Linked DNA regions of Mus musculus: all the other regions are linked to region 7. Evidence: chromatin contacts called from public HiCAR-type, HiChIP or PLAC-seq and promoter capture Hi-C data. All regions are on one chromosome and are shown on one strand. Each heading gives the region's core, a stretch centred on a gene start, on an enhancer-like site or on the middle of the called end of the contact. The rest is flanking DNA. Distances are from core to core; before and after follow the strand shown.

The links. Promoter capture Hi-C pulls out the DNA fragments that hold promoters and counts their contacts. HiCAR-type assays count read pairs that join an accessible place to other places. HiChIP or PLAC-seq counts read pairs in DNA pulled down with a chosen protein or histone mark.
Region 1: an H3K4me3 HiChIP or PLAC-seq map of forebrain shows a contact between it and region 7, with 17 times the contacts expected there. The contact joins the promoter of C1qtnf2 here to the promoter of Hmmr in region 7. A contact is called at or near these places in 3 of 39 promoter capture datasets (cranial neural crest, frontonasal cranial neural crest and hippocampal neurons) and 4 of 115 datasets of contacts at active chromatin or transcription factors (astrocytes, bone marrow-derived macrophages, embryonic forebrain and 1 more).
Region 2: a contact with region 7 is called in a promoter capture Hi-C map of cranial neural crest. The contact joins the enhancer-like site here to the promoter of Hmmr in region 7. A contact is called at or near these places in 9 of 39 promoter capture datasets (the C10 cell line, cranial neural crest, embryonic stem cells and 5 more) and 5 of 115 datasets of contacts at active chromatin or transcription factors (embryonic forebrain, embryonic stem cells, epiblast stem cells and 2 more).
Region 3: a contact with region 7 is called in an H3K27ac HiChIP or PLAC-seq map of large pre-B cells, with 14 times the contacts expected there. The contact joins the enhancer-like site here to the promoter of Hmmr in region 7. A contact is called at or near these places in 9 of 39 promoter capture datasets (the C10 cell line, the HPC-7 cell line, cranial neural crest and 5 more), 1 of 484 Hi-C or Micro-C datasets (B cells), 8 of 115 datasets of contacts at active chromatin or transcription factors (the 230-238 cell line, Th17 cells, acute myeloid leukemia and 5 more) and 3 of 9 other capture datasets (adipose tissue, liver and macrophages).
Region 4: a contact with region 7 is called in a promoter capture Hi-C map of embryonic stem cells, with 6 times the contacts expected there. The contact joins the enhancer-like site here to the promoter of Hmmr in region 7. A contact is called at or near these places in 4 of 39 promoter capture datasets (the HPC-7 cell line, cranial neural crest, embryonic stem cells and 1 more) and 6 of 115 datasets of contacts at active chromatin or transcription factors (acute myeloid leukemia, astrocytes, embryonic stem cells and 2 more).
Region 5: a HiCAR-type map of astrocytes shows a contact between it and region 7, with 11 times the contacts expected there. The contact joins the enhancer-like site here to the promoter of Hmmr in region 7. A contact is called at or near these places in 5 of 39 promoter capture datasets (cranial neural crest, hippocampal neurons, liver and 2 more) and 4 of 115 datasets of contacts at active chromatin or transcription factors (acute myeloid leukemia, astrocytes, large pre-B cells and 1 more).
Region 6: an H3K27ac HiChIP or PLAC-seq map of embryonic stem cells shows a contact between it and region 7, with 8 times the contacts expected there. The contact joins the promoter of Ccnjl here to the promoter of Hmmr in region 7. A contact is called at or near these places in 8 of 39 promoter capture datasets (the C10 cell line, cranial neural crest, embryonic stem cells and 4 more), 10 of 115 datasets of contacts at active chromatin or transcription factors (embryonic forebrain, embryonic midbrain, embryonic stem cells and 6 more) and 2 of 9 other capture datasets (adipose tissue and liver).

Annotation. Positions count from the first base shown.
Region 1 is chr11:43,472,451-43,475,911 of GRCm38.p6, forward strand. It overlaps C1qtnf2 (C1q and tumor necrosis factor related protein 2), which reads left to right and starts at 1,856. Exons shown (of 4, transcript NM_026979.5): 1 at 1,856-1,937. It also overlaps the pseudogene Gm12151.
Region 2 is chr11:43,546,548-43,550,167 of GRCm38.p6, forward strand. The region is part of intron 2 of Ccnjl (cyclin J-like); the gene reads left to right. Among named protein-coding and RNA genes, the nearest start is that of Ccnjl, 20 kb to the left of the region's middle. Within about 2 kb of position 1,809, at least 102 of the 459 cell types and tissues checked have an H3K27ac peak or open chromatin away from gene starts, as enhancers often do. A contact at or near this core is called in liver and neural tube, where this site is marked.
Region 3 is chr11:43,367,951-43,371,753 of GRCm38.p6, forward strand. No RefSeq gene overlaps it. Among named protein-coding and RNA genes, the nearest start is that of Mir146, 4.6 kb to the right of the region's middle. Within about 2 kb of position 2,356, at least 3 of the 459 cell types and tissues checked have an H3K27ac peak or open chromatin away from gene starts, as enhancers often do.
Region 4 is chr11:43,584,882-43,588,594 of GRCm38.p6, forward strand. Ccnjl (cyclin J-like) reads left to right here. Exons shown (of 6, transcript NM_001045530.2): 6 at 411-2,118. The coding sequence ends at 834. Among named protein-coding and RNA genes, the nearest start is that of Fabp6, 15 kb to the right of the region's middle. Within about 2 kb of position 1,905, at least 18 of the 459 cell types and tissues checked have an H3K27ac peak or open chromatin away from gene starts, as enhancers often do. A contact at or near this core is called in embryonic stem cells and hippocampal neurons, where this site is marked.
Region 5 is chr11:43,268,485-43,272,173 of GRCm38.p6, forward strand. No RefSeq gene overlaps it. Among named protein-coding and RNA genes, the nearest start is that of Gm12146, 46 kb to the left of the region's middle. Within about 2 kb of position 1,962, at least 34 of the 459 cell types and tissues checked have an H3K27ac peak or open chromatin away from gene starts, as enhancers often do. A contact at or near this core is called in astrocytes and hippocampal neurons, where this site is marked.
Region 6 is chr11:43,526,581-43,530,180 of GRCm38.p6, forward strand. It overlaps Ccnjl (cyclin J-like), which reads left to right and starts at 2,169. Exons shown (of 6, transcript NM_001045530.2): 1 at 2,169-2,387; 2 at 2,775-2,879. The coding sequence starts at 2,817.
Region 7 is chr11:40,731,369-40,735,059 of GRCm38.p6, forward strand. It overlaps Hmmr (hyaluronan mediated motility receptor (RHAMM)), which reads right to left and starts at 2,069. Exons shown (of 18, transcript NM_013552.2): 1 at 1,946-2,069. The coding sequence starts at 1,991. Nudcd2 (NudC domain containing 2) reads left to right here and starts at 2,293. Exons shown (of 4, transcript NM_026023.5): 1 at 2,293-2,786. The coding sequence starts at 2,598.

The DNA.
Region 1 (3,461 bases), core at 606-3,105, 2.7 Mb after region 7:
AGGTTCTTTCCAAGTGGCATGAAGCTATGGCTCAAGGACAATAGGACTATGTCTCTGAAGTTAATACTTCAGAAGAAAATCGGTACCTTTCTTTTCTTTTTTGTTTTTCTTTCTTTTTTCTTTTGTTTTTTTTTTTGTTTTTTTTTTTTTTTTTGTTATGTTTTGTTTTTTGAGACAGGGTTTCTCTGTGTAGCCCTGGCTGTCCTGGAACTCACTCTGTAGACTAAGCTGGCCTCGAACTCAGAAATCCGCCTACCTCTGCCTCCTGAGTGCTGGGATTAAAGGCATGGTACCTTTCATGAAGATCACATGGGAGGGTGAATTGGTTCACTTGGACTCATGTCTATCTTGTAGGCATGGCCAGTCTGAGACCCACTGACCTCCACACACATGCATATAAACATAAATAAATAAATAAATAAATAAATAAATAAATAAATGTAAGTTAATCTTTTAATTTGTTGAATAAACATTGAGCCCACTAGCATGTCTTTGTATCATTACTTATTTTGTATTATGCAATATAATGCTAATATATATGATGGTATTAATATAACATTTATGATCACTACAAATTATAAATTTATGTAATATCAATACTGATCTCTGCATAGCTTGATAACTTCCTAAGTGTCTTATGGGTGAGTGTCACAGCTAAGGGAAGGAAGGCAGGTGCAGGTGAGATCATTATTCTTCCTCTGACATCTCTGAAAGTGAAATACTGTCTATGCAGTCCACTGACGTGTCTAGGGGAATGCAATCAGCATTGGACTTTGGAGGCATTTCTGCATTAAAATTCTGACTGTAAAGTCTGCATCTTGTGACAGCTGTTAGCCAGATGCTCCTGCTGCTCAGTGGGGAATACTAGGAGCTAGAAGAAGGGAGCAGAGGAAGGAAGGGAGAGGTGCTAATAACAGGCCTTTGGTGTTTCTTCTTCTAGTGTCTGCTTGTTATCTAACTGAGATCTCTCTGATGTCTTGGATGCTGAGATCACCCAGGGTGTTCTCTCTCTCTCTCTCTCTCTCTCTCTCTCTCTCTCTCTCTCTCTCTCTCTCCCTCTCTCTCTCTCTCTCTCTCCATAACTTGAGGTAGACCTGAGAGTCAGAAGGATAAAGAAGAAACTCATCTGCAGAGGACAAAGAGAGAGAGAGAGAGAGATGAGGGCAGGGACATATATGTTCCCATCTGTGTGGACATTGACATCCAGAGAAAATCCTCACGTGTGTACGTGTGTACGTGTGTGTGTGTGTGTGTGTGTGTATACAGAAAAGAAGCCACTGAACACTCAATGTCACCTCACACAGATACTTAGCCACTATCAGACACACCCAGTATACTCCCAGTTACACACTCAGCTCAGTCTTCACCATGAATCTGCACATGCATACTGGGGTCTGACGTATATTTGAATGCATAACCTACACACACGCACACACTACTACTACTACTACTACTACTACTACTACTACTACTACTACTACTACTACTACTACTACAAAACATGTATGTATACCTTATAATCACTGTCCAGTGCACGAACATTCAGTGAACAAGGAAATGCTCTCTCCTGAGACAGCCTCGGATCCACCAAGAGATAAATGCCCACGTGTACACACAGATGGCTCTGCAGACACTGGCGAACACCGCAATAACAACGACTCGTGTACTAAACCTTCAAATGCTCTGACAGCTTCTACACACATAAATGCATCGACACACCCAAGTTGCCCCCATCGCTAAAAGTCTTTCTAAAATCCGAAGGGAAAAAGAAGGCCAGCTGCTAGCCAGCGCACGTGACCGGGAAGGAAGGCACTCCCGCCCATGACGGGATGGGAAAACTATGCCTGGGGCCGGCATCTCTGGCTGCTGCAGGCAGGACTGAACACCACCGGAGCAGCGACGTCGGATGGCCCTGGATGTGGCTCGGTGCACAGAAGGTGAGTGTAGTGCCCCTCAGGACAGAGAGTGGGGCGGACCTGGAAGAACCTTGGATGCTGCAGGCGCGAGATGAGGTAGCAGAGAGCTCGCCCCGGGATGGGGATAGACATCGGGATGGGCCCCTCTCCACCTCTGCCTCCCTCGGGCATTACAGCCCGGATTCAAACATTTCTAAGGAGCATGCCATGTGCCAGGTTCTGACTGCTGGCTCGCAGGTTAAGAAAGAAAAGAGCCCTGAGGTTTACTGAGAACCTATTTGGTACCACGCCCTCAGGCCCTGAACTTGTGTGCTTTCGTTTCCATGACAACGACTTATCTATCTTCAAAGGAGGAACTAACTTTAAGGACAGGCTCTGGGCTGCACCGGCAGCAAAGGTACTTAACTCTTTGTGTCCAAATTGGACGCTTGGGTTCACAGAGTTAACCTCAATAGGGCTCATTATCTCTTTATCTCTGGACATTTCTTTAAATACATTAAAATGGGGAGAAGGGTGGTGCAGATTGTGCTCAGAAAGCTATAGTAAATGACAGTCAGAAAATTACATCAAATTCTTCACAATTCTCTCCTCTCCCCCTGCTTCATCAAACTCCTCGTCTCTAAGCCTCGTCTTTATTTTCGTTAGAGCCAGGGTCTCCTATGGCCCATCCAACCTTGAGCTCACTATGTAGCTGAGGGATAACCTTTGACTCCTGCTCCTCCTGCCCCTGCCAATGGTGTGGTAGGATTCCCCGTGTGTCACCACGTCGGATTTATTCAGTTCCAGGGAGCAAACCCAGGTTTTTTTTGTCCATGCTGGCCAAGCTCTCTCCCTGCAGAGCCATACTCCAAATGCCCTTGCCTCATTTGTATCTCTATACAGTTCACATTTTCTACCACCACTGCCCTGGGATCCACTCCAGGAACCTCAACACCCAAACTATCACAGTGGCTGATGGTGGTCTCCCAGCCCATCCAGTTCCTTCTGTAACACACGAAGGCCTTCGTACATCTCAGTGTGGTGCTCCTCTGCCGTGACCATAAAACTGGTCTGCAACATTCCAGAGCTCCTTCCCGTAAATGACTGTCTGCCAGAAACTATACACAGCAGACCAGCAGCGTTAATAATGACAAAGGCATTTAGAATTATTAAAAATCTCTCTTCCCACTGTTTTACTTCGGCTCTCCCATCTACACAGGATTATTTGGTATCTGGTTGCTACAATCACTACTCCGCTCTCCACCACCAACTAACTCAACCCCTCTGCTTGCTCATCTCTCCAGACATCGCCTCTGCCCTTTTCTGATTTAACTAGCAAAGCACACTCGAACGTGCGACGGCTTCCCAGATCATGACATTTGTTCCAGTAGGGTGAATCAGAACTCTTTACACAAGTTCAAAGTCATCTTTGAAGCTACTTGACTCCATGAAGAAGTCAGCAAGATCCCCCAAGAAATTTCTGTGTGTGTGTATGTATGTGTGTGTGTGTCTGTCTGTCTGTCTGTATGTATGTGGATGTATCTGTGTCTGTGTATCTGTATGTCT
Region 2 (3,620 bases), core at 559-3,058, 2.8 Mb after region 7:
GAACACCTTTGCAGCGCTTGGTTCTCAAGTTTTTGTAATGTGGGTCACAAGAACCATCAGAAACGGTGGCAAGCATTTCTACCTTCGGACCTAGCTTTCTCACTGGCCCCAGGAGCAGTGGCTCTAAAGCCATCCAGCCTGACTTGACATCACCATCTCCCCTTCCTGTCTCAGAAATGCTGCTCCCACGTCATAGCAGGGAGGTGTCCCTCTTTGGGCAGTAACACCCCTACATTGGCTACCCAGAGAAGGATGCGGGATAGCTAAGGGAGCCTGAGGGGAAAAGGGAACACAAAAGGCCAAAGGCACAGGAAGGATTTCCCCCCAGACATTCCATTCATTTAGCCACACATGCCTTCACCGGTTCAATAGGTGTTCATTAGCCCTTACTGGCTGGACAGTGGATGGCTGCATTTCATGAGATGGAGGGAATTCAATGACTAACACTTTGTTTGAAATACCTGCTGGTTGTGAGAAACTCCTGAGATGCCGTCATATGGGACAGAGGTTGGGGTAGGTCTCTCTAAAGAGCAGTGGCAGAACGGAGAAGGGCTGAAGGAAGAGAAGCAGTCCAGACTTTCTAAAATCAGGGCTTACCACACAACATTGCCACGAAATGCTATGCAGCCATTGCAAATGTTCAAGGAGCCCTCATGAACAGGAAGCTGTTGTGCGATCCTCTGTCCTGAGAGTTGCATGAAGAAAACTTAGGGGATTCACTGTGTTTTGCTGTGAATTTCTCTGAATCAGAAATCAAGCATCATTTGGGTATTCCAGTGAAAAGCTGGAGAGATGACTCAGTGCTTAAGAATACTTGCTGAGCTTGAAGAGGACCCAGGTTCAGTGCCCAGCATTCACATTGGGTGGCCTTCAGCTGCCTTTTACTCCAGTTCCAGGGCATTTTACGCCCTCTCTGGTTTCCAAGGGCACTGCACAGAAATGGTGCACATAAACTCATGGAGGCAAACCCCTGCATACACATAGAACAAATACGACTTAAACTTCATCCTTGAACATAAAACTTAACTAAGACACTGGCTGCTGTGCACACTGTAGAAGGGTGCAATGGGTTGCTCACTGAGCAGGGCAGCTTCACAAATAAAGAACTGATTGAAGGGGCAGGGGAGAGAACCTTTGAGTTTGGCTTCAATAAAGGAGAGACCTGGTTCCCTCCACACCTTTTCTTTTTTTTTTTTTTTTTTGAGCTTGAAATCTGGTAATTGAATTATAAAATTATATTTTGATTTTTTTTTTAATTCAGACAATGTTGAAAAGTTTGAAGGCAAACCCATGCAAAATATTGGCCTACTTCAGCCCCTGCCCAGATAAGCTCTGTGAGCGTTTTGGTGTGTCATAGAAAAAAAAATTTTTTTTAGTCAATGGTAAATATTAAAAAAACAAAACAAACAAACAACAACAACAAATCACAAACAAACAAGGAAAAAACTGCCCTGATAACAAGAGCAGGCTTTTATAAGGTGCATCTCCTTGAATTCTGATGACCATGGCCATCTGTCCCTGGACTCCATCTGCCCATCCCTACATGCACCTGGGACAGAAGGCACTCCTGCCTGGCTCAGGTGATAAGGGGCCAACATCTGGGGAGTTGGGATCCTCAGGAAGCCCCTTCCAATTTGTCCCTGTTGTCTCCTCCCTCCTGCAACCTTGGTGCTGAGAGGAAGGTCACTCTGCCTGGCAGCCTTCCTGCAGCCCACCCTGCCAAGCTGGTGGTTGATGCCTGCCAAGCGCCTGTCTGATCTTGAGAGAGCTTTGCAAGCCGCCCTGGGCAGGCTGCTCCTTTGTCCCTGAAATCCAGGCCACTCGCCAGGGAGGCCTGCTTCCTGTACTCAAGCTGCTGCGGCCCTGGAAGGCTTAGGTCAAGAGTGCTTGGGGAATGAAGAATGTGGACCCTTAGGGCAAAGCCCCGTAATGAGCGCCTCTCCCCCGCTAATTGGGTTAGCCATGTAATCAGCTGGACTTCCAAAGTTAAACAGGGCAAGCAAGCTGCAAGCCCTGAACTGCTGTTCCTATGACAAAGTAGCACCCTTTTCTGGGGTGGGGGCATAGAAAGAAGCCCAGGTTCAACATGACTAATTCTATTTGGTTTGGGGACCCTGCAGAGCAGGCTAATAGGCAGTTGTCCTTTTCACCAGAGGCCTCCTTAGTCCCAGCTGTCCACACACCCCAAGGTAGAAAACTTTGTTCCATGTTACGCAAAGTAAGTTTCCTTTACTTTGAAAGCACTCTAGCCTTCCGCTAAGCTCTGGGCCTCAGATAAACCCCTGCTTATCTGCAGTTTGATTACTCAGTTCCCGGGAAGGACCATTCTCCATTCTCACTTGGATGACTGGTGTGTGCCAAATACGTTACATTTACAGCAACATGACCCGTATTTCTCAGACAAGGTCACTAAACGTCAGAAATTCCTACCCAAAGTGAGTAAATAGTAGAACTGAATTTCCCAGCCAAAGCTGACTTCACAGCTTCGTTGGAGCTGCTACCACACATCAGGGAGTTTTTGAAAACAAAAGAAAGACAGCCGTTCTTTTTTGCTCAACATACATTTTCCAGCACCTGCTTGTGTGTCCGCCATTAAATTGGGTGTGGGGCAAACTGTATATGTAGCATCTGGCCTTGGCTCTCTGGAGTCTGCCTTTCAGTGGGAAGACACATAAGTAAGCAGAATTTCAGCCATGATGAACAAACACCGGGAATGTAGGTCAGTGGGTCATGTGCTTGCCTAGCATACAGGATCCCTAGCGTCACATAAGTGCGTGGTTGCACACACTTGTGATCCCAGCACTTGGAAGGTAGAAGGAGGAGGATCAGGAGTTCAAGGTCACCTCTAACCACATCTTGAGTGGGGGCCCAAGATGAGCTACATAAATACACTTCTCCAAAAGAGGGTGGGGGACAAGGAAAAGGAATAAGCAGAATGGGAGGGTCGAAAGAAATGAGAACCCCACTTGGTACAATAGAAGTCAGGAGAGTCTCCCCAGGAGTCAAGATGAAGCAGGGAAAACGACCCAGGGACAGTTGTGGTTGTCAGGATCTTGTCGGCCTGCACATAGTCTTTGCTAAGAAGCTCTCCCCTCGCCTGCTCCTTGGCATGCTCTGCCACCTGTTACCTTTTCCTGCATCTTTCTCTGTGCTTTCCTATCCAGAAGCTGCCCTGAGTAAAAGAGCCTTCCTGTGAGAGGACACGCAGGGCACTCCCTCGCTCACTCGCTCGCTCACTCCGGGAGTCTTTTTTTCTTACTTGGCAAGAGGGAGGGAACTGGAAGGTGCTGAGCTTGGCTGCTTTGAGTTGTGAGGGAGGGAAGCCAGGGCCTCGCCTATCGAACTTGTGCCTTGTGGCTGCGCTGCCCTGACCAGGGTAGCATGGTCAGGGCAAAGGTCACTTGGCAAAGGCTAATACGGCAGCTGCAGCCTGACCAACTGCGTGGGCTGAATTTAGAACTCCGTCCTTAGAGGAAATACCCAGGCAGATGCTGAAGGCTGGGAGGGATGCTCAGGAGGCTACAAGGCCAGGGCAATCTCTGCTCCTGCCTGTCTGGCTTGAGCCCAGGTCTGGGCTGGTGCAGAGATCTTAGGGAAGGCTTCTCAGGCAGGTAGAAACC
Region 3 (3,803 bases), core at 1,106-3,605, 2.6 Mb after region 7:
TACACCTTCTCAAGAATCATAACAAGATTCCCACACCAGGGCTCAGGGAGCATTGAGGAAGTGGGGTTGGGGGAGGGTATTAAGGACCAGAGGATGGAAGGAGAGCTATGAAACGCTGCCTTCTGCACATGGCTTGGCTACTGGACTCATGAACTCAGAGCTGTGGTCACCTGCACAAGATAAAACCAAGCATGGGGGGAGAAGCTATTGATAGTTGCTGGCTGCTGGGAGAAAGAAAATAATTTTTCTTTGCAGGTGTGGCTGCAGGTAGGTTGCTCATTCTTGGCCCTGTCACCATGCAACATGTGGGCACCAAATGGCCTCAGTGGGTAATTAAAACAGAAAGAGAATTTGGAGGGGACACCCTTTTGGGAGCTCTATGGGGGAGATGGAGTGGAGGAGGCAGGATAGATATTATCAAGGTACATTATACACATATGTGGAAAAGCCAATGAATAAATAAGATATTCTGGGTTGAGAGAGAGAGAAGCAGAGTTCATTTCTATTTGGAAGGGTTCCCCCAAGAGATAGGGTCAGAACTTCCTTCCAAAACCAGTTGTAAAAATCAGCTTAGTTTGAAGAAGAGCAAAGAGGAAGTGGACAAGATGCCAGCTTCCCTAACTTCCACCCCAGAGTTTTGGGGGGTTTTTTTTTTTGTTTGTTTTGTTTTGTTTTTTCTAGACTCCCTGACCACACGGATAACCCAACATGGACCTCCCTGAAATACTAATAGAAAAGAGAACAAGAGAGTTTCCATGTATAACAAATCTATGAAAGGGGAAATTTCCTGTCTGATTGGTAAAGAGTTGGATGCTAGAAAAATCATCAGAAGCCATTGTGTCTGGAACCTCTGGATTATAGCAACTAGGCAGAGCCGTGGCTACTCAGACTGTCACGTGTCCAACTTCCCAAATAGCCCATCATCGTGAACTGATAAATCACGCCCTTCCTTGTTGTCTGAAGATGGCTAATCAATACTTCCATTATGATTATCATTACTCCCAAGACTCGTCTCCAGCTGCATCTGAGCTATTCTTCCTGAGGAGCCGAGGATGATGAATGTGCTTCAGAGATCCCATAGATCACAGAAATAAAGGGGAAAAAAGAACTGGAAAGGAACTTAGGAATATAGTGCTGTCCTAGAAACTGCTTGGTGGAATCTATCCTGGGTTGGGGCTAAAGTGACAGCACCCTGGAGCGGCTGAGTCGCTGGACTGAGGAGTGACCTAGGACTTACCTTCATTCACAGCTCTTTCGGGTGATTTAATACACTGAAAATTGTATCTTAAGAATCCAGAGAACCAACATAGTTGAAGTGAACTGTACCTACCCTACACAAGACTGAGCCTGTCAACAGCCAATCACAGAATAGGGAGGAGCTCATAAGCCCCTCCTCCTTCAGGATGCACTATTGGCTACTGTTGGATTCTTGGGCGGAACATTGGTTGTCTTCAGGGATCCCACCAGGCTAGAGTGGACAGTTCCAAACCCATGGCCACACAGGCTCAGTCCTGACTTATACCAGTGGGTCGTAGGCTAACAGGCGTGAGTGAGGCATGTAGGGAAGAGAGGGAGATAACAGGAGTGAGAGAAAGTGCAAGAAGAGTAAGCAGAGTTCGCTAAATACATGTATGAAACTCTCAAAGAACAAATTGGAACATTTCCTCAAACGAACTTGGAGCAGACTCTCCTCTGGTATAAACCTTCAATAAGAGTCTGGAAGGTCTGTGGGCCGGCTCTTCAGTTCTCAGAGATAGATGGGTTTTGCATGTGCTTGTGTGAGCCCAGAGTCTTCCGGGTCTCCGTGAGCTACAGTTTAGCTCTGTCAAATAAGGGTATCTTTTGACTGACCTCGGTAGCTACAAATATGAGAGTCACACAATGGGCTGGTCCATCGAATTCCTCAGCCCCGCCCTGTTTCTATTTCAATGGGTCTTTTTTTCCTCTCCCGTAGGACCTGGGCAAGACTAAGGACGTGCATCACCAACCAGTTTCCAGATTCAGTGATGCTGCTGGTCCAACCCATATGTTGAAAAACACCTGCACACATAGAAAGCAGCACATCTATGCCATGTTTGTGCTGCTGCTGCTGCTGTTTTGTGGTTGTTGTTGTTTGTTTGTTTGTTTGTTTGTTTGTAAGTTTGTTTTTTGTTTTGGCTAGGCAAAAATAATAATTTACCGAACAAATTACTTGTTACCATACACTGGACACACACACACAAATTCACACCCTATATAACCTTTGTGTTAAAGATTTACTTATTTTTATTTTATGTGTGTATGGAATGGAGATGTACATACATGCAGGTGCCCAAAGAAGCCATGTGAGGCCATCAGATCCCCTGGGGCTAAATCACAGGCAGCCGTGAGCTGCCCTCTGGGTGCTATAAACTGAACTCGGGTTCTCTGTAAGAGCAGTAAGCACTCTTAACTGCTGAGCCATCTCTCCAGCCTCTATTCATAGCCTCTGGGATGAAAAGACAGCACCAAGGAGATGGCTCAGTAGATAAAGCCCTTGCCATAAAGTGTGAGGGCAGATGCCAATGCTCAGGTCCCCAGAGCCCATATAAAAAGCTGGGCAGGTGTAGCCACCACCTGCAATCCCTAAATTGGGAGCCAGAAATTGGATCCCCAGGGCAAGCTGCCTACACTAGGCAGAACTGACAATCTCTGGGTTCAACAGGAGACCTTACCTCAGTAAATAAAGTAGAGATGGTGGAGGAAGACCCACAGCATCAACTTCAGTCCTCATACACACACACATACACGTGAAAAAAGTATTACAGGGGCTGGAGAGATGGCCCAGTGGTTAAGGCTCTCCCAGAGGTCCTGAGTTCAGTTCCCAGCTCACAGCCATCTCTAATGGGGTCTGATGCCCTCTTCTGGTGCGTCGGAAAAGAGCAATGGTGTACTCATATAAAAAAATAAATAAATCTTTTAAATTTTTTAAAAACTATATTACATATTGCCTGTTAATTTCTCTTTCATCAGGCAACATACCAGGAACTCCTCTCCAACCATCTCTCACTGCCAATACTGTCTGGAATCAGTACAACTGCGCATTAAGTCTTCTACAATAGTTTATTTTAATTACAAATGCTCAGAGTAAGGGTCAAACAATAAAGAAAATTACAAAGAAAGAAAAATGAATCTCCAGTCTTTCCCTAGGGGGAAAAAGTCGCTGTTAATAAGTTGACAATCATCTTTCAATATACTTACTCTTATAACTTATAATTTGCCTATAATTTATAATCACACATCAAACAGACTATAACCTATGGGGTAACCTGACTTTTCTGCTTACACACAATAAATCTCTTTTTGTTGTGGGATGTCAACACTGACCTCTGGTCGCAGCTGAGATTTGCCAATGTTCTAGGACAAGTCACTGGCTAAGGGTCGGATAAGCACAGAATGGAACATAGGGGGTTGAGAGGCCTTGATTTGATCAGTAGAGCCCAGGGACCGATCACCAAGCAACCCTTTTCCATCTGAAGAGCATGGCTCAGCTTTAGAAAACAATATATTCTAGTGATAGTTTCCTTCCCCTACCCCTCTCAGTTCTTCCCCACTGCCCTGCCTCCCAACCTGTTCCACACCCTTTCTGACTCTACCTAAGAAACAAACAGACATCTAAGAAGTGTTAATAAAATAAAATTAATCAAAAACAGAATAAAACAAAACAACCAAACAATAAAGAGAGCCAAAGAAAAAAAAGCACAAGAAACTCACAGGTGCAGAGACTCGTTTACCCACACAGGAATCCCAAACACACACAAAACCAGAAGCCATAATAGATACAC
Region 4 (3,713 bases), core at 655-3,154, 2.9 Mb after region 7:
GGGGCAGTTTGCTTTGTAGCTGCTAGAGATTCTCCCAGATGGGGATAGAGCGGGCCCTGAAGAACCTAGAAAGTAGCAGAGGGGAGGGTCTCTGCCAAGTGCTGGGGTGCTGAGTGAACAGAAGCAAGTGGGACCCAAATTACCTGCTGGGGCTTTAACAGCCAAGGTGTGGAGGAGGTTCAGGAGCTGCGGGGACAAGTTTGCCTACTCTTGCACAGGATCAGAGAGGTTTGGGGACAGAAACAGCTGCAAGCTGAGACCTGAGGCCTGAGTCTAGTAAGTCGATAGCCGTGGCTGTGTTATAATGTGTCATCGTTGAGTGGTGTGGCACTGTCCCACTTACCGAGGAAGGTAAGCAGGTGCCTAGTGGCCTTGCATCTCCAAAACTCACTTGAGCCTTTTCCTTTCAGAGCCTATGACAATGTCCTCAAGGATGCCGTTGCAGTCAAGAGCCAGACGCTGGCCATGGTGCCGGGCTCATCATCAGCTCCCGCCCAAGTGCTGTTCCAACCGCCCACCTACCCGACTCTCAGCCAGCCACCGCCAACAACTCTAGCCCAGTTCCAGAGTCCAGCGCAGGACTTGTGCTTGGCATATCGGGACTCGTTGCAGGCCCACCGTTCAGGGGGCCTGCTCTCAGGAGACACTGGTCCATCCCTCCACACGCCATACCCAACCCTCCAGCCCTTGGATATGTGTCCTGTGCCCGTCCCTGCATCCCTTAGCATGCAGATGGCCATAGCAGCTGAACCCAGGCACTGCCTTACGGCCTCCTACGGAAGCAGCTACTTCAGCGGCAGCCATATGTTCCCTGCAGGCTGTTTCGACAGCTAGGCCACACTTGGACCACAGGGAGAATCCTGAAAGATCCAGACAAAGGAAGTAAATACCTAAGAGGAGAGCTCATCCAGGTGGGACAGAGAACCTAGTACCTTTAAGTAGAGAGGGTCTTTGCTCTTTTTAAAAACAAATCAACAGAACAAAACATCCAGGGATACGCCCAACAGCATCTCTCTGGGAAATCCTTCCGTGTATGCCTGGAGGACAAAGACATGGCTCTGTGACCTTTCCCCTGAACTGCGGATCCGATGGAGCATATCAGACTTGGACAGTGAGGACTGCATACATCCGGACTTCTCAAAGACTACTTTTCATAGCCATACCACTGAAAAAGAAGGGGCACCTGACACGTCTGTCTATGTCCCTAGAAGATCCATCCTGAGTGTCTTTCTCTCCCTAGCTCCACTCCAAGGGTCCCATGGCCCGTGTTTAGGCCTGAGCACTGAGCCCATAAGGCACAGTAAGTGGCTATCTTGCCTGCCCTTTGTTTTTGAACCCCAAATCTTTCCATTCTTCTAGCTATTTCACATGCTGCTGCTTCCTGGAACAGTCTAGCTTTCTATCCTGAAAAAAAAAAAAAAAATCTTGTTTACATACCGTGTCAGGGATTTTTATGATACTTGAAAATTCTGTAGGAGCAAAAAGTTTGAATTGCCACACTGTCTGTCTGTCCCACATGAGGCTGTATCTTTTATTAATCCAACTTGGGACCAACTGGTGGATAACAACAGCGAGGGATACCACCTCTCAGGCTCACTTTGCAAGAGTCCACCCCTGGGATGCAAGTGTTCGCCTATTGGACTTGGATTACTGCCCCCTGGTGGGGGAATGTTGTTTGAAGGAGACAAAGGTTTGAACTGGCCCTTACTTCCCTCCACCACTTGCTTTTAGTGCTGAGGTTAAACTGATCCCAGACTTGAGTTTGGCCAATACTAAAGGGTAGTCATACTGTGGAATATTAGAAAAGTGGGGAGGAAGGGACTAACGTGGTATATGACACCAGCGTTGACAGGCAAGAGATTGCTAGAGCAAAAGCCCATGTCTGGGATTTGCAGTGCGAGGGCTCAGGAACACTGTCACCATGTGCAATATGTTATGACTATGACTCACAGCCTGTGCTTAAGATGTTCTTGTGGTTGGGTTTTTTGGTTTGGTTTGGTTTTTGGGGTTTTTTTGTTTGTTTGTTTTTTTCTTGGTCAGGGGACATGCTGTTCACCCATCAGAATTGGAAGGGAGGTGCAAAAGACCACAGAAACAAATTGTAATTTAGTTTTTGAAACGATTGTGTCTCTGTTGGTTTTTGTTTTCTTTTGGTGGGGGTAGGGACTTTTTTTTTTTTTTTTTTTTTGAGATCGATCTGATGTAGCTAAGGCTACACTCAAACTTAGTGCAGAGCCAAAGCTGGCCTTGAACTCCTGCTCCTCCTGCTTCAGCCTCTGATGTATCCACCACACCTTGCCTGCCATCTTGGTTCTCTTTGACTCATTTGCCAATCCAAGAGACCATAGCAGGGACGGCCAGGAAGGTTGGCCACACGCTACTGAGTCAGATTTAACGGCGATAGGGCTTTTCTGAGCAGATGGATGTCTCATGGAAACAGAGGAAGGAAAGAGCTGGATGCAGAAGAGGAGCTGCCATTTTCTCAACCAGCATAGGAACCTGCACATTCGTTTGTTATTTGTGTGTGTGTGTGTGTGTATGTGTGTGTGTGTGTGTGTGTGTGTGTGTGTGTGTGTGTGTGTGTGTGTGTATGTTTCGGCTCCTGCCCCTCCATCTCCTTTACCAGTCTCTCTGTTTGTGTGTAACTGGTTTGGAGTCTATTGTATCTGTCTGCCCTGGGCTTGGGCTTTTGAGAGAAGTACCTCCACTGGGGCCCCAGAACTAGCCTGATTCTCAGGACCAGATGTCCTGCAATAAACACATCACCTGCTCTTGGTCTCTGCTGCCTTTGTCTGGACATCTCTTAGCAAGTCAGCCCTTTCCCACATCTCTCTACTCTACCTCAGTGGGAGTCTCCTTTGGGTGAGAGGTGAAAGAGATTCAGAGGTTTATGAGATTTCTCATGCCTGTGACAGAATGACCCAATAAAATGTTTATTTCTGCTCATGGTTTGAAAGGCAGTCCACTGTGGCAGAGCAGCCATGGCAGGCAAGGGGAGCTTGTGACAGCCGTGGCAGGAACATCTTCATGGATCAGGAAGAGAAATGGGACAGGAAGTAGAGTCAGGCTGTCAGTGTCAAGGCTGGATCCCTAGAGATCTACTCCCTCCAGCAAGGTCCCAACTACAAAAGGTTCCACAACCTCCCAAGACAAGGCCACCAGCTGAGGACCGAGTATTCAAACACATGAGCCTGTGAGGATCCTTTTACATCCTCTGGACCTGAGTCCTACCCTCTAAGCAGGAACTGACTTTCCCTGGGCAGAAGAATGAGTGAGGCTTGACCTCCCAACCTGCTCTCCTGCATCCACCATTGCTCTTCAAAAGCAAACCAGTAATAGATTTGCTGCAAGGAATTGACGCGCACAGCCATGGAAGCTGGCCAACACAGAATTCTTAGACTTCACGTCAGCAGGTAACAGTTGATATGACACAGCGGTGAAGTCTAAACTTTGCAGGGTTGGCCATCAAGCCAGGAACTTGGGTAATTTCTTTCTTGCAACCTTGAGGCAGCGTTCCTTTTCTGGAAAACTTTAGTCATTGCTCTTAAAGCCTTCAGCTAGCTCAGTGGGACCCCATTCACCTGCTGCTCTTGAAGTCACACATCTAAGAAAATAATCACATCCGGGAGGGAAAAAATCATCAGAGCAATGCCTAGACTAGTTTTTCATTGAACAACAGCATCACAGCTTCACAGAGTGAAACCGCATAATTA
Region 5 (3,689 bases), core at 712-3,211, 2.5 Mb after region 7:
ATATGCAGCTAGAGACAAGAGCTCTGGGGGGTTACTGGTTAGTTCATACAGAGACAAAGTTTGGAGCTGAGACGAAAGGATTGACCATTTAGAGACTGCCATACCCGGGGATCCATCCCATAATCAGCCTCCAAACGCTTACACCATTGCATACACTAGCAAGATTTTGCTGAAAGGACCCTGATATAGCTGTCTCTTGTGAGGCTATGCTGGGGCCTAGCAAACACAGAAGTGGAGGCTCACAGTCAGCTATTGGATGGATCACAGGGCCCCCCAATGGAGGAGCTAGAGAAAGTACCCAAGGAGCTAAAGGGGTCTGCAACCCTATAGGTGGAACAACAATTCTCACCCTCTTAACTCTTTCTTCTTCCATTTTCTCTTTCTTCCCCCCAGTTCACCTCTTACAAACCCTATTCTCCCTCTCAAAAACTTCTCAATGTCAGCTGGCAAAAATGGGCTGAGCCTTATCCCACAGGGATAAGAAAATCCCATTTTCTCTTTTGTTGCCTTTTCTTTCTAGTCTCTACTTTTGACTAATAGTCTCAGAACTTGGTCTCACTCTTCTCCTGTCCTCTGTGTTATTAGACTGTGAACAAGGTAGTAAGAATATGGGTTTGGGGCATGGGGAGGAAATGTGACTCACCATGTACAATACAAAAATGTCTTAAGCAAATGTCCACCAATATGCCATCAGAGTTTCTATTGTTAGTTATCCTCACTTTATAAGGAAGTATGCCAAGGCTCAAAAGAGTTAAGTGGCTTTTCCAAGAATGTACTGTTAATAAGGACAGAGCTGATATTCTCATCTGATAAGACTCTTGGACCACTTACTGAATCACCAGGGAACCTGGTCTTTTGGAAGCAGTGGGGTGTGACTATGATTTTCTAGAACAATCTTATGTCATGAACTCCTTCCAGATGTCAGCCTGAAACTCCAGCTGATTAAAATCCCTGCCTTGTTTCTTCCCAGAGTCCCCACTGGCACACACTCCACACACTGACACAGAGCCTGGGAGAAGTGGCATGAGGGAAGACATGTTGACATTGGCCCAGATCTAATGAGAGCTCCAACAGCCTGAGCTGTACCTACTAGACAAACCAGACACACGCTAGTCTCTGCCCTAGCTGCCTCCCCTCATGGGCTTGATCACATGAGCATGCTCAAGGGGGCTCTGCCTGAACTGTAATGCAGGAGGAAGGCATCCAACCCTGACTCTCTTCTTATTTTTAATTAGAAATTCCCATTAAAACCACTACAGCAATGAGACACACATCAGGCAGTATACTTCAGGACAATTAGCACACTCTTCAGGTGGCTAAAATGGCCCAGCTCTGGCCTGGGGCTGATATAATTGCACCAAAACATACAGCCCACCAGGAGGCTCACATTTCAAATGGAAAGAAACAATTAGTCATGTGTCTATTGGTCAGCTAAATCTGTAGGACATAATTTAGTATCCATAATTTAAAAGATTGCTAGGGGTGGGAATATATGGAAATCACCTCAGTATGTTCATAAGCAAATCTCTATCCTTCACATGCGACACACGACTAATGCTGGGGTCAGGGGGATAACTGTGTAAGGCAGGCTGGTCGTAACTGTGTGTTGGGAATCACTAGAGGCATGAGTATTCCATTCTTGGAGTGTTCGAAATAATTAGTGGGGCAAGTAGCTTCTGGAACCCCTATGTACCTCCCTGCTACTTTTTGAATTCCCAGGCCACTAATTAAAACCTGCCCGTAAGACAGCTCCTGGCTGAGTCACTATGATGATTCTGAAGAGTAAATAAAATGAGCAAATTGCAAGAGCAGAAGTGCTCTCGGAACACTGGGAGAGCTGTAGAAAAAGCCACCCCCAGGCTCCCAAGCCTCTGTTTGAAGCCACGCTCTTGGATTCCACAAGCACAAGCATTCTGAAGGCTTTTGCTAGTCCCTCTTGTCTCTGCGCTGAACCACTACACCCTTCCACAATCCGGCAGCGCAGCAGTAATTAATATTCAACTGGCATTTCCACTGCGCACTCAAAGCCTGTTCCTTCAGCCTTTTCAAATCCAATTCAGACCAAAGTAATCTTTGCCCTTGCATCTGGGTTCAGGCAGAAGCAATTGTTAAGACTGCAGATTGCCGTTTATTAGCATTTATTGAACAGCAGAGGAGCCCTGTGCAGTAGTGGTTGTCACTAGGTCTCCGATTTTCCAACTAAAATTAACAAGCCAGCAATGCATTTATATCAGGGCAGGAGGGAGACGTTTCAAGAGGAAATGATATTGATGATTTTCATAGGGACCTATTGACGGACTGTGAGACTTTGAAGGGATGATGGGTTAATAGGAGGTAGACACTCTTTGATCATTCCCTTGAAAGTCCCCTGTAGTCTGTCTTATTTGTGGATCTACAGAAAGTGGTAAAGCTAAGAAAGCCTTGATTCAAATTCTGAACTAATCCACTGGGTGACCTTGAACAAATTACTCTATCTCCTTCAAGATTCTGTTCATCCCCCCCAAAAAAAAGAGTTAACAAATCAGTTGGAATGCTAAACTGTATTCCTCAAAACCACTGGGAAGACGCAATCCAAATAGAGGATTGGATTCCCATCTCACATTACCCTAATTGGCTCTTATCCTACAGCTTCATATTCTAGGTCTGACATTATATAGGTATCTTCTCCATTTTACTCTGTGGGTCACAAATGTTAGAAACTGAGAGCTGGTCTCTAAAATCTGTTCTAGTTGTGAAACTGGTGAAGTGCTAAAAACCTGGAAGGCAAAAGAAAGCTACCATGCTTACATTAAATCAGCTACTGGGGTTTATCTTGAGAGGTCTAAGAGATACTAGAGTGAGCCAGAAGCAGGAGATGATCAGGAAATCCCAGCAGAGAGATCATCTAGAGGTGGCGTAGGTGGGTATGGAAATGTATGGAGGGTATGGATGATAAGAAAACAAGACATGCCAGCAATAATCTATGGCAGATTTTCTTGGCCAGATCAAGGTCTCTTGGTCCAGGCTGACAGATCCAGGAGGCTGACAGGCTGGAGGAGAAACACCCAGATGGCTGAATAGAAGTGTCCCCCATATGACTCTGCTACAGAATGAATCCAAGCCAACAAAGGAAATATTGAAGACAGTGACAAAGAGAAAAGTCTGGAAATGAGTTAGTAAATCATTAGAACCTTAGACAGCAAAGAGGAAAGTCAACGTGGAGAAGTTGCAGCTTATGAGGTCAACCTGGCTCCCTGTGAGAGGGGAGGGATTGAGGAAGTAGGGAAAAGGTGAAAAGTGACAGCAAATGGAACAACATTGCCTAGAAGATACACTAGCAAGAGAATTCCATTCCCCTTATAGCCTTTCAATACAGTTTAGAATGTAGGATAGTCTGAGGGTGGCCATTGTGTTTCAAATTAAAAATGTACATTAAGTCTCACCCAGCTCCCTAAACCCAAGCTATTACAACAATCCATGTTATATACCTTCTTGGCTTAGGGATTTGCAATTGTTCTTCGGAACAACCAGAAACCTTGGGCTGACAAATCACTCATATGGAAAAGGACACTCTCTAACATCCTACAACTTAAAGACCCATACTGAGTCCCAAGCTCACTTGCCTTGGCAAGAACTAAGGGATATTTCCTCCCCAGCCCACAATCTTAGCTACTGTTATAAAGTTCTGACTCCATCTGCACATGTCTATT
Region 6 (3,600 bases), core at 919-3,418, 2.8 Mb after region 7:
TTTTTCAATTTCTTTTGTGTGTGAATAAAGATGCTTGGAAAGAGTAAAACCCTCTTCTCATCTCCTGCTTACTTACAATATTGTGACTGCTACCCTACCCCCAACTCATTACATATTCATTCCTCTCAAAAAACGTCATAAGAAGATCATCCTTATCCAATTCCACTGCCCACGTGGTGTGTGTGTGTGTGTGTGTGTGTGTGTGTGTGTGTGTGTGTGGCCACTGCCCACGTGGTGATGTGTGTGTGTGGGGGGGGGCGGTCCGAGTTTTCTTTTTTGAGATGAGGTCTCATTGTGCAAGCCTTGGCTGGCCTAGAACTCACTATGGATACCAACCTGACCTCAAACTCTAGGAGGTGGAGTAGTTGGATGCAATGATACTTTGAAACTTGTTGATTTATGTTGTTTTTCAGAAAGATGGCATTTGCATTCCCAAGAAGGTTGTATATTTACCCACCTTAGGAGTCCCTTGGCAGTAGGGGAGAGATGATGACTGAGAACAAACTATGAGGACACATAGGTGCGAAATGCCACAAAGGAACCCATTACCTTGTATGCCAACCGAAAACATTAACAAACACTAAAAACATCTTTGATAAAGATCTGCTCCAGCTTTTAAAATTGTAGTTTGTATCTGTTTGTTATCTGTTTGTATCTATGTATCTGTTTGTGTATCTGTGTATCTACTTGTGTATCTGTTTGTATCTGTTTGTTAGTGAATAGGGCATGAGATTTTTTTTTCTTTGATGGCCTGCCTGTCCATGCTTTGCATCTGATTCTTCATGAAGGTCTTAGGTCACATTGATCTAAAGATATGCATACATGATTGCATATATATCACATTTGTTTAATCTCAGGTATTTTTTAAATTTTTATGAGGGCTCATAAATGCTAAAACTTCTTTTCAGTACAAGTTCATCAAAGCTAAAAAAAAAAACATAGAAAAACAAAACAAAACAAAACAAAAAACCCTCAGCCTAGACAGGGTTCAAACTTCTGTGTAACTCAGGCTGCCCTTGAACTCCTAACCCTTAAGCTACAGACAGCCTTCTGAGTGCTAATGTCGCAGGTATGCAGTACTATAGTAGCCTTTCAAAACTAAATTGTATTTTTAACCCGTAAAATTTTACTTGCGGCTTGATGATGGTGGCACACACCTTTAGTCCCAGCTCACAGGACTCTGTAGTCCTACAAGACCTCCCTCAGATCGCCAAGTTCAAGGCCAGCCTGGTCTACAGAGCAAGTCCCAGGACAGCTGGGGCTACACAGAAAAACCATGTCTCAAACCACAACAAATATCTATCTTGTAGAAAACTAGGCAGAAACTAAAGTCTTTTTCGTGTAATTATTTATTGACTGGTGACTTTCTAACGGGCCTAGTGGTAATCCTCTTTCGTGTCCTTTCTCATTTAATCATAATGTATCCCCAGCAGATTATTGTAGTTTGTATCCCTCTATTACCTAAAGCCAAGCTCTAAGTGGTTAAGACACTGGGTGAACAAAAACACCCAGGTAGTTGGTGGACTTGATTTTAAGTTAGTGGGATCACCAAAGGGCTCACAAAAATCAGCACAGCAGGATGTTATGCCATTATACTGCAGGCTCCAGAAAATGCCTTTCTGAAAACAAGTAAATTAAAAGGGCTTTCTATCCCGCAACCTGCCACAAGGACTGTTTCCCTGCAATGCTCAGCATGGATGCACGCTTAAGAGTACAATAAGATACTCACTGAGCCCTCTTTATAAAGAGGAACTCGTGCGTATCCAAGGGTGTCTTCTCTGGGGCTCCTGTGGGAATTGTTTGAAAATCTACCTCCCCATCGCAGGGCAGGCTGAAAAAGAAAGAAAGACAGGTGGAAGCGTCTGCAGGTTGGCAGGAGCAGCGCATGCGGAAGTCAGAACTTTCTGGGGGCGTCCTGGCCGCTGGATCCACGCGCGGCACACGCAGGTGGCGCCGCGTCCCCCGCGCTCCAGGATCAAGGGGGCAGGGTCACTGGGGATCGCCCCCAGAGTCCCAGGGAAGGTGAAGCCTAGCTTTCTGCCCGGGCGAGGGAGGAGGGTGGGCAGGAAGCGCAGCTCAGCGCCGGGGAAAGAAAGACTGCCATTCCCAGCCCCCCGCCCCGCGGGGCGCGGGGTGCTGGCGGCGCATGCGCGAGGCCCGGCCCCCAATTCCCCGAGCGAGGGAGGGAGGCCCCCGGCGGCCCGAACTGCGAGCCGCGGCGGGACCGAGCGCACGCAGGGGCGCGCCGGTGGCCGGGCGGGACGGGCTGCAGAGGCAGCGGTCGCGAGCACGCGAGGCCAGGGACCGGGCGGCCATCGGAGGGCACTACGTACCCGGTGCGGGAAGGGACCCACCACCCGCGGCCCCCCACGCCGGGACAGCGATGCGTGAGTCTGGCCCCGGCTCGAGGGCAGGATGTGCGAGCAGGACAAAGGCTAGGCGGCGGGGGAGGAGTTGGGGACTCTGAGCCAGTGACCCAGCCAGCCCTGGGAGAGCTACTACAGCCCGCAACTTTGCAACTTTTGCAGAGGGGCACATTGGATATTCTGCAAGTTGTTGCACACAGTTCCAGATAGCCCCAGGTTGGGCGGGCGGAGGGAGGGGAGCGGGGACACTGCTGGCTCTTCAGGACAGCGGGCGACAGCCAGCTCCACGGTGCAGGGCAGGAGGGGGCGCCCGTCCCGGACTGGGACAGGGACCGAGGAGGATCAGGGTCACTGAGGGCAGGGTGAAGGAAGAGTCTCCGATCGCTGAAGCTCCTGGTGTCCTCGCAGGGTGCGCCCCGAGATCCCGGTAGCTTCATAACTGCGGCGGTGATGGATGAGCCGTGGTGGGAAGGGCGCGTCGCCTCGGACGTACACTGCACTCTGCGCGAGAAGGTCAGTTCCTCCCCGCCCTTGTCACTCGCAAGGACTGGGTATTTAAAGTCACTTTCGGTCTCCTGTGGGTGTCTTCAGGATGCCCCGCATGGGAACTCAGCACTCTTGGTGCCCTTTTATTTGTGCGCCTGCTCTTTTACCTTCATGGGGAGTGTGGTCTTCTTCCAGGCAAAGGACCTGGAGATCCAAGAACTTGAAGTCGGTTTTTCACCAGCCACCTAAATGAAGAATAGTTCGTATCCCATTGGATTTCCTCCCGAGGTTACTTTACATGGTACAAGAATGGATTAAAAAAAAAATACTGTGTATCCATTACAGTGTGTAATTCAAAGACACATAATACCACCTACTATACATAATGCTGATTTTCCCTATCATTGTAATGATGTTGTAGCAATTTCTTTTAAAATATAATTACTAGACTAGTGCATAGCTCAGTGGTAAAGCAGATGCCTAAATAAATCTATGCAAACGTAGTAAAGTTACAGTTCGGTGTAAAGAAATATTAGGTAGATGGTGGGAATTCATTGTTAAGGCAGGAACTGAATGAAATTTAAAAGTCTGGCCTGGGGGCAGTCCTAGCACTGTGGAGACAGCAGAAGGATCTCCACAAGTTCAAGGTCAACTGAAGCGTCAGGAGGAGCTCCAGGAAGCACAGGGCTACACAGTGGGACACTTTGTCTCAAAACGAGAGAAAGAAAAGACACACTAGCCTTAACCG
Region 7 (3,691 bases), core at 819-3,318:
TCTCCATGTGGCCATCTAGCTTTTGCAGAATCCCCCCCCCCCCCTCAAAAAAAATCAGGCTAGAAAATTCTCATAGCACTGTCTATAATTCCTAACAGCTTATTATGCTTTCATAAGGACTTATTTACTTTATCTCTACATTAGACTTAAGTGCTTGCAATTTGGGAGTAGCTTCTATTCTTCTAGTATTTAGCTCATAGTTATGTTGAGCAGTATAGAAAAAAAATATCTTGTTTGGGATGTGAGAATGGACTAGGCTTTTGTAATTAGCCACAGGAGTACTCAAAATCACCTGTGTCTGACAAGCTACAGAAAATACCATGCCAGACACTTTGTAGACATAGGGAGAACACACCAAATTTTAAAAAAAAAAAAAGTTAGATTCCCTCCTTTATCCCAGGATGCTTTAAGTTTCCTTGAGGTAGAAAAAGCTGCCATGGACTTACAAATATTAAATATCTGACATATTATCTTTGACACTGTAAGCCTTAACTACTGCTCCTTAAAACCAAACAGCAGCTGAGCCATGTGTGTTGTGCAGGTCTCTTAAGTTTCAGTACTTGGGAGGTGGCAGCAGGAGTACAAGGCTAGCCTGTGCTACAAGAGACCTTGTCTCAAAACAAAAACATCTACCCTGTTCTGTAGAACCTAAGTTGTCTGAGTTCCCTGGAAATGGTGTGGCCATGGAGATGGCTGTGTCTGATCACTCACTTGACCTTGTGAATGGAGGAACGTTGATAGAAACCAGATAGAGACTACTAACCAGTACATGCTACAGAGGATATAAACCGGCCTTTCATCTTCCGCTCCATCACTTACTTGCTGGCTGCATAATATAGTCAGAAACTCTCTCAATGTTCTCATTTGTAAAGAGTACAACTTTGGTACTTTTCTCGTCTAGCTGTTCAAAGGAATAACATATAGACCTTACGACAGTACAGCTGCACAGTTAGCATCTATCACCTCACACCCAAGGCTCTAGTTACTTGTGCATAAACCACAGCCCTTAAGAGCATAGCATATATCCTTGGAAGTCTGGGTTCCCACTCCATTTCTGCCAATTTAGTTTCATAAAATTGAGTGGATTTCAGTCTCATTTTTCATTTACTTCCAACATGCTATTAATTTGTTGTAGGTGTGAGTTACTGACAGTCTATGTAGCTCAGGCCACTAGGTCTGGAAGTGTCTATTTCTTACAGGTGAAAACATTAAAAATTACTTTATTCTAACTGTTTAAATGCTATCACCATCTACACTCAATTTACTCTGTCATCTACACACCAAGTTCCACTATTCTATTGTTAAAATGCTGAACATTACTTAAGAATTGTTTCATGAGATGGCTCAGTGGGTAAGAGCACTGACTGCTCTTTCAAAGGTCATGAGTTCAAATCCCAGCAACCACATGGTGGCTCACAACCATCTGTTATGGGATCTGAGGCCCTCTTCTGGTGTGTGAGGACAGCTACAGTATACTCATGTTAATAAATCAACCTTAAAAAAATAAAATATTAAAAAAGAAATTCCAAAGAACTGTTTCACGAGTGGAAAAGAATCCGTGGGCAGCTGTCTTTACTGAACAGATTTCTCAGTCTTTATGCTTTTATATCTGAATGCAATGTCAATGCAGAAAATTCTAAAGAGAGTAACTTCTTTTTAAAAAGAAAAGTAGCGCCTGCCAACTCCTAATCCCCTTCAACCAGCTGTGGTTTCTCCATGGTGTTGATGGCATATTTTGGAATCTCACGCTTGAAGACTCGCTGTGTGCAGGGATGACCTCATTTCACGTAGGGCCGCGTCTCTACCATCCCACACTGCGCTAACCAGGTGTTTACTGCGTGAATTTGGAGAAAAACAAACACCGCCCCAGCCCTAACCTGGCTTTCGAATGACTGGGAAACGAGGGCACATCCCCTTCCCACCCTGTTCCCCCACCCGTACGTACCCGAAGGGTCATTGAATCTCTTCAGGGGCGCCTTAGGAAAGGACATTCTGACGCCTGGGTCCAGATGAGACAGCAATCAAACGCCCCAGCAAACTGTCAGCTCGCCTGAATTCAAATTTACCTCAACTTTCCCCCTCAGCCAATCAGAAAACCTAAACCTATCTGGCCAATCCTGCATGGTCCAAAGAGCATGCGCACTAGATTCCTACCGCCGCCCAATCGGAAGGTTTGTAAGTTTAAGCTAGTAGCCAATAAGAGGCTGCTCCTGATCGTCGCCGCAAACAGCTCTATCCAATCACTTCTGGTTTTACTCAGTTTTACTGGGTAGCCCAGTTCGCGCAAGCGCACTTCACAGGCCGGTGGACGCGTCGGAATTTTGGCGTCACACAGGTTTAAAGATCGCAGGCACTTTTCTCCTTTGTTCCGGCGTCAGTGTTCTTTGGATGTCAACATCTCTAGGCTTCGGTCGATTTCACCAGGGCTCACGAGTGTCTTAAATGGGCTCTGAAAGGGAGAATTTTGCACACTCGGACACGCCAGTTTGGACTCTTGCGCATGTGCAGTGACCCCAAGGCGCCGAGGGCAAGCCCAGAGCCTAGTCCCGCCGGTGTAGTGCTCTCCCGGAGCCGTGTGCCTGCGTGGCGTCTTCAGAATGTCCGCCCCGTTTGAGGAGCGCAGCGGGGTGGTTCCTTGCGGGACTCCGTGGGGACAGTGGTACCAGACCCTGGAGGAGGTGTTCATTGAAGTCCAGGTGCCCCCCGGCACTCGCGCGCAGGACATCCAGTGCGGCCTGCAGAGTCGGCACGTGGCTCTGGCCGTGGGTGGCCGCGAGATCCTCAAGGTAGCAAGCCAGGGCTTGTCCCGAGTTCCTTCTTCTGGCTTTCCCGCACCCCGAGCCCTAAAATTCACGGTGTCAGAGGGATGACTGCTGGGTGTGGCAAGGTTAGTTCCTGGCTGGTAGAAAGAAGTGGTAAATTGTTCTGGCGAGGGGTCTCCACGGAGCACTGCACCCACAGAGCAGATTTTGCGCGGGTAGAACTCAAAGATTTTGTTCTCCACTTTATTTCTAAAATAGGTTTGGGGTGCTTTTATTTCCTCCGGAGTTCCTGCTGACAGAAGGCTAAGTAGGTCAAAAGAACGAATATGCGTCTTCTGGGCACCGATGGGAGTCCCAGAGACTAGACAAAAGGATTCTGAACTCTGTTCATGACGTGTAGGCTAATACAGGCACTTACAAGCAAGGCTAGGGTAATGGGATGAGGATTCCAAGATGTCAGATTGGTTTTCTAAATAACAAGTTTCTTGCATGTTGATCTTCATCGTAGTGAAAAGGTGTGTGAAGTTACCTAATTTCACCAAATTTTTAATCTGGTCACATTTCCCCGTTTTTGGTTAAGAATTTATTAAGACTCACATAACAATCAGGCTATACTTTACACCTAGATTAGATGCATAGCCTGTTGGAGGATGACTGTATAATGTAGTGGTGAACGGAGACATGATACTGTGTTTTGTAACCTTGGGCAGGAGAAGGAAAATTAGTCAACAGCTAATTGGATATCAATTTCTGCAACATGTGATTTGAACCTTTTTAAGAAACTGGCCTTTTCTAGTGCCAGCTTCTCAAAAGAGATTGAACTAGCTTTAATAACATTGAGTTTAAAAGAGAGAGCACTTTTAAGGCAGGTGTTGTGGTGCACGCTTTTAATCCCAGCATTTGGGAACCTTAGGCAGGTAGATCTCAGC